Linked DNA regions of Sus scrofa: region 2 is linked to region 1. The links are chromatin contacts, called in public Hi-C maps. All regions are on one chromosome and are shown on one strand. Each heading gives the region's core, a stretch centred on a gene start, on an enhancer-like site or on the middle of the called end of the contact. The rest is flanking DNA. Distances are from core to core; before and after follow the strand shown. Region 1 has its middle 51 kb from the start of DLX2. Region 2 overlaps ITGA6 (integrin alpha-6).

What was found. Hi-C and Micro-C count contacts between places; a contact is called where the count stands out from the background.
Region 2: a contact with region 1 is called in a Hi-C map of mesenchymal stem cells, with 5 times the contacts expected there. The contact joins two enhancer-like sites. A contact is called at or near these places in 3 of 5 promoter capture datasets (fetal liver, fetal skeletal muscle and liver), 31 of 47 Hi-C or Micro-C datasets (adipocytes, adipose tissue, alveolar macrophages and 17 more) and 1 of 2 datasets of contacts at active chromatin or transcription factors (skeletal muscle).

Annotation. Positions count from the first base shown.
Region 1 is chr15:78,253,947-78,256,857 of Sscrofa11.1, reverse strand. No RefSeq gene overlaps it. Among named protein-coding and RNA genes, the nearest start is that of DLX2, 51 kb to the right of the region's middle. Within about 2 kb of position 1,302, at least 2 of the 83 cell types and tissues checked have an H3K27ac peak or open chromatin away from gene starts, as enhancers often do. A contact at or near this core is called in adipose tissue, where this site is marked.
Region 2 is chr15:78,539,119-78,542,492 of Sscrofa11.1, reverse strand. The region is part of intron 1 of ITGA6 (integrin alpha-6); the gene reads right to left. Among named protein-coding and RNA genes, the nearest start is that of ITGA6, 37 kb to the right of the region's middle. Within about 2 kb of position 2,097, at least 23 of the 83 cell types and tissues checked have an H3K27ac peak or open chromatin away from gene starts, as enhancers often do. A contact at or near this core is called in adipose tissue, where this site is marked.

The DNA.
Region 1 (2,911 bases), core at 53-2,552:
AGCATCACCAGAATTCCAACATCAACAAAGGGAACAAATACAGTGAGTTCCCCCTCCAAAAAAAAGATCCTAGTTTTTTTAATTGTAAAACTAAGACCAAGTTTTCACAGCAGTTGAATTAAATTCACATTTTCTTTTTTTTAATTAATTAATTTTTTTTCCACTGTATAGCATGGGGACCGAGTTACACTTAACATGTATACATTTTTTCCCACCCTTTGTTCTGTTGCAATATAAGCATCTAGACATAGTTCTCAATGAAATTCACATTTTCAACAGATGTACTGAGTTCCTACTATGGGCCAGATATCATGCTAGCTGCTAAGAATACAATGCCTTCTGAGTCTTGAGGGGGGGATGTGAGACAGTCTGATATGAAAAAGATGAAGTTTACCTAGCCCAGCATCTCCAAGACAAGGCCTCCAACCCTGGACCTCAGGGGTCCAGCAAGGCAAACAATGGGCTGTTGGCACTTGCTGCAGAAATGAGAGACCCCTTCCTACTGAAATGACCAGAGACGCTTTCATGGTGGCATCAGAGCTGGATCAAAAAGGATAAGAATTTCAATAGGCGAAGACATATGGAAGGGCAATCGAAGGCAGAGAGAGAAGTCTGAGGGAAAAATAAAAGAATGAGACATCTTGTAGTCTTAACTGTAGATCCGAGGTCACTGCAACTCTGTAGCTATTCATCTGGACAGGAGACTGAAGGAGCTGGGACATTCTTTGAATGAAAGGAAGCCAGTCCTTTGACATTCCTTCAGTGAATAAGCAGGAAAGCACACAAGGGAGGAATATTGGGAGGCAGAGGCTAGAGATGAGGAAGATCAAACACCTCTTCCTAGTCAGAAAACTGAAGATGGCTCCTTTGTTCATTTGCCTTAGAGCTGCCCTCTCAACCTATCCCGGTCACCGTCCTTCTAACCCAGCCTACCTTTTAGGACAGTCTTGGTTACTCAGTGGCAAGAAGAGACAGACACTATGGGGAATTAAATCTGATATGAGCATTTCCAAACCAGATATAAAGTAATTACCTCTGATTGACCATAAACCAGGAATGTGTGCTGATGTTTGCAAAAAAAAAAAAAAAAAAAAAGGACACCAGTAGCCCACTCAGGAAGGTGGAGAAGACAAGCTACCTGGTAATCCTGTGAAATTAGTATTAGTCCCCTCGTGTGTGGCTATAAGCTAGAGAGGAAGTCATTACATCCTTGCAGTTTTCTCAGATAAGTGCCAATCCACTCAACAATGGGCCTTTCTGGTTAACCACAGGGAGGGCTGTGGAACAGGACCAAATTCTGGCTCTAACTCAGCCCCTCCAGGAAATCCCTGATGGCGTCACTGCTTCTGCTGCATCTGCCATCAATAGGCAAGACCAATGAGCCACAGGTCCTTCAGCCACAGTAGGTTTCCTGCAGGCAGGAGAGACTGAAAGTATTGCTTTGCAAAGCACCTTAAAATCCTCTGATGAGGGGATGAATTACACAGTCATAATACAGAAAGTTGTGCCAAATTGTTAGAGAAAATGAAGCTTTGTCTATACCAGCAAAGGAAAATGTGCAAGATAAGGCACTAGGGGGAGAATGCAAGTTGCAGTGCAGACATACAGAATCATCCTATGTGTTTACATAAAATATTTTTAAAAACATATATTCTTGCAAGTACATCGGGAGTTTCTGGAATGATATAAAAGAAACTATTCTATTTCTGGAAGTAGATGGAAAGATAGAGGGAGTTTCATGTTTATATCCTTATATGCTACTTTTATAATTTTAAAAACTGTTTGAAAATCTTTTCTAAATGAAATAATGAAAGAGCCCAAGAAAAACTATTAACAAATACAATGTCTTTGTGCTAGCTGAAGCAAAGAAAAAAATTATCTTCTTACTTTTATCTCTCTAGCCTGATATAAATTTTTGTGTTAATACAGTAGTTTTGCCAGGCTGACTATGGCACTGCTTCTGTTCAATGGAGCTTCAGCTTTATAGCGAAATCAAATTAAATGTGAGTACATGTACAAGTTGTATTTATGGAGAGAGATATAAACATGTCTAAACACTGAGCAAACCTAATACTTCTTGTAAAACTTTTGTAATTTTGGTTTGGCCTGTTTAGCACCCCTTTGCTCTTTGTCTGGAACCATAGAAATATCCTCACCTGACTCCGTAGGATCCTGGTACAGTTGTCTATCATAATGCCACAATCTCCCACCCCTGCCAGAGAGATGGGCACAAAACCCTGGCTTGCCCATCAGGGCACTCCATTCTCCTAGCCACAATTATTTGTCCAGTGATGGGCAAGTGTCCTAAACTGGACCAATCAGAATCTTCCCTAAGATTAACATGTGGGAAGTGTTGTCTCTCTTACTCTAGGATCTTGAACTTAAGACCATGAAGGCTTGAATAAAGAGAGGCAGAGGTAAACAAGAGTTGAAAAAATAGAGAATGAAGGGCAGGGCTGATGGCACCATCTCAATTTCTGGATTCAGTCACATGTGAAGCCAGTTACTCTTCTTGGACTTTCCATTTGTATAAATCGATAAATTCCTCCTTGTGGCTTAAACTGGATTCTATTGGTTTTCTCTCTTGCAACCTAAAGAGTCCTGGCTAATGAATATCTCCATTTCTTCACTGGAGGTCTAACAACCCACTCCGTGACAGTGACTATCAGCCACACTCAAGATCCAAAATTATAGTCCATATTCTAATATTCTGAATGTCATTGTTGCGTAGGCTATCCTGTTTGCGCTTCAGGAAAATGAGGTACAAGGAACCTTCTACATGGAATTTCCCCCAAGGTCATACAATTCATTAGAAGCCAAGTCCAGAACAAAAATAATTTCCCAGACCTTTTCTTAAAAAAAAAAGTATGGCGGGGGGGCTTCTAGTCTATGTCAAAAGCAAAGGATAGAA
Region 2 (3,374 bases), core at 848-3,347, 280 kb before region 1:
CCAAGGACAAAGAAGGAACTCAGACAAAACAAACACTCTCACATTGGAGGAGAAAAAACGGTCACATTAAACTTAAGTGATAAAACATCCATTTCTAACACTGCCTTGAGGAGGTTTTTTCCCCAAAGGTAATTTTGACTATACCCCAGATTTCCAGTTTATGTACAGTTACATTGATTAAACCAGGAGGCCCCTAGGCTCTAATGCTGTGGCAGCCTATGGAAGCAAACCAAAATCTCAAGCCTGCAAATGCCTCAAGGTTACAAAACCAAACTCCAAGGACAACCAATCATTAACAGCCAAGGAGGCTGTAAGCTCTAGCTGATCAAATAATTTCCTTGCTTTGCTTCCTTACTTCCTCTACGTTATTCCCCGCTCCTGCTGGCAGAGGGCCCCTAACCACTTCTGGTTTGACGCTGCTGAGTTTGCACTGATTTTTTTTGTGCTCAAATAAACTTGTTCAATTGGTAATATGCCTCAGTTTATTTTTAACAATACTGATTTGGAACCAAGCTTTTGCCCACAATACAATTTGCTGGAATGACTCTCTTTTGCATCAATTCTTACTTCCTGGTACCCTGGTCACCCCCGACTATCATCCAATCAGTTTCCACCAAGGATTCGGGGAGGGTCTGAGGGCACCTTATGTAGGAGGCATCATAACAGTCCCCTTCGCCTCCCATCTCCTGTAAGAGGAGCTCGTAACCCAAAGCCACAGTCCTTAAAATCCCACTGTTTTCCGAAGAGGGATCTATAGAGACCCACCACCTTTCTGCTGCATTCCTCTTGCTAATGCCCTTTACTCACCATCAGTTTTACGATCTTTGGGGTCTGGCTGACCCACGGATGATGAAGAGAAGAAACAAAAAGAACATATGCCTGACTGGACAGAGAGAAACAGAGCTGCAAGAGACACCAGGCTGGGAACACGAATGTGAACAAGCTCCCTAAACAGAAAAACCATTCCTGGCCTTCAAGAAACCCACACATCTCTGATGCCAAAAACAAACACAAAACAAAACAGAAAAAATACAACCTCCCCCAAACAACAGTCCTTACCATTTCTGTCTCTGCTTTGATCCCAATGAAAATTTTAACTTTTTTTTTTTTTTTTTTAAACCAATGCACTTCAGTGAGTACAATGGAAGGAAAATGCAATCAGAAAACAAGAGAGAGGAGCCAGACTCTGCTCAGGAAGAGTCAGCAAAGCAGCTGGCTTGGGTGGGAACACATGTCCCTGGCACCATCCTTCCTCCCAGACCCTTCAATGAGGCCACCATCAGCCTCCACCTCCAATCTGTCCAACACACATTTAAGGGGCGAAGCAGCACACATACGGGTATAGAACTAGAACAGAGATGGGGCAAGATCAAGGTGGGGTCCTTGGTACCTGGAACTTCTGGCAGGGGCAAGGCCAAGGGCTGCCCCATGCCTACTCCACTAATGTCATCCCTGAACCCAGAAGCTCCAACAGTTGAGCGGCAAACTAGCCTAAGTTCAATGACCCAGCAGGTGTGGGGACGGAACCCTGACCCTGGTACCTGGAGGGATAAGCACAGAATCACAGGTTGTGGGCATTAGAAGCACCAGAGAAGGCACCCAGCCCTTGAACTTTACAGAGGAAGAAAGCCTGCAACTATCCTGCCCCTAAGATCTCACAGCAAGTTGGGGGGCGGGGGGGGGGGCGGAAACAGACAACACTTTGGAGCAATGTTTTCCCCATTCCTTTAAATTCTAGGAAATAAAACCCAGTATTTTATGGTGTTTACAATTTAGTTGAAGGGGCAAAACCTAAACAAAATGAAACACTGAAACAAGAACTGTTCCATTTACTGACAGGTGGCAGACTAATTCCCAAAGGGTGAGGGAAGGCAAAGAATCAAAGCATTATTGCAGCTGGGTGGGGTGAAGGCAGGGAGAGTTCCTGTAAAGGTAACCAACTCCAGAAGAAGGCTACAAAGAGCAGGCCAGGAGTTCCAAGGTTATTACAGTGTATCTTCTCTGACCACTTCCTTCCCTCATCCACACCCCAGGAGGCTGGCAAGCTCCCCAAGGCAGGTACTGGGCTAGTTATTTCCTGTTGACCACACTTGCTCATTCGTTCACTTATTCATTCCACAAACATTCAAGAGCCTCCTGGGATGAATCAGGATTGCTCCCCTCCCTGCCAACCCCAGGCCTGCAGGAGCCAGATCCAGAAGCAGGTCTTTAAACCACAGGGAGGTAGAAGCCATGTGAAGGCGGTCCATGGGGCGTGCTCAAACCTGCCCCGAGGAAGAGTGGCACCTAGAAATGACAGGACCTGCAGGTGGCCTGGCGAGAGGTACAGCACGTAGGAAGGCTGAGAGGGAAAGAGCCAGAGGAAATGGAGGGGTAGGAATGGGACGGGACGGACGGGCCGACAAGACGGGGTTGGGCAGCCTGGTCCGCGAGTTCCATGTTCCCGTGCTTGGGGCCACAGATGCGCACCCCCTGAGCCCCCTGCAGCCCCCTTGCTGTTTTGCCCGGCTGGGGACAGGTGCTTTCGGGTTTCCTGTTGTTGAAAAAGATGCAGAGATTGTTCCATTTACATGGACGCTCCTTCAGAGCCGACCGCTCCCTCCAAGCCCTGGTCCCCTGGCCACGTGAGAGGATGTCTCCCTCCTGGGTACCTGCCTCTTATGCGGTCCTAGACCCTTGCAGGTGGACCTCTAACTCCAGTTTGCCTGCTGGTTACAGGGGCAGCGGCAACAAAATTTCATGGGCTACAATTGCCAAGCTCGTGTAGAAGTCCTCCCCTCATCTTTGTGGCCGCTACTGCATTTGAAAGCTGGCCTCACAGGAGGATAGAAGCAGCAGGAGGGGTGGTGTTTTGTCGGCCCCCCCCCGGGGGGGGAGGCTGGGGGGAGCAACATATAGGAAAAGAGAACTTGACAAAATAAGAGAAATGTACTTTTCGAGAGTAATGTTAGCTGTCACACTGCCTCCCGTGTTCCTGGCACTGTCCTTCCTTCCAGGTCCCCTGGGCAGTGAGCCCACTTGGGGATCTGGCTCCGCTCAGATGGAGGAGGCAGAGGTGCAGTGTGGCCTCAGGCCCCAGGCCCCAGGCAGACAGAAGAGGAAGGCAGGTACCCACGGCGGGTAGGGGGCTGCCCCTGCTCTGGCTGCACCCCATTCCCTGGGACTTTGCTTACAGGAAAATCAGGAAAACAATGATGGAGGAGGCGGGTGGAGTTAAGTCAGATAAAGCTCTGAGCCATAGAAAAGTGGAAGCACCTTGATGGGCGAACATGGTAACACCAACCAAATGCAACAACTGGCAGGTCTCTTAACCCTCAAGGTAAAGTTGCCCTCTCAGGTTCAGGAAATAAGCCGACTCTGAATTCTGCTTAGAA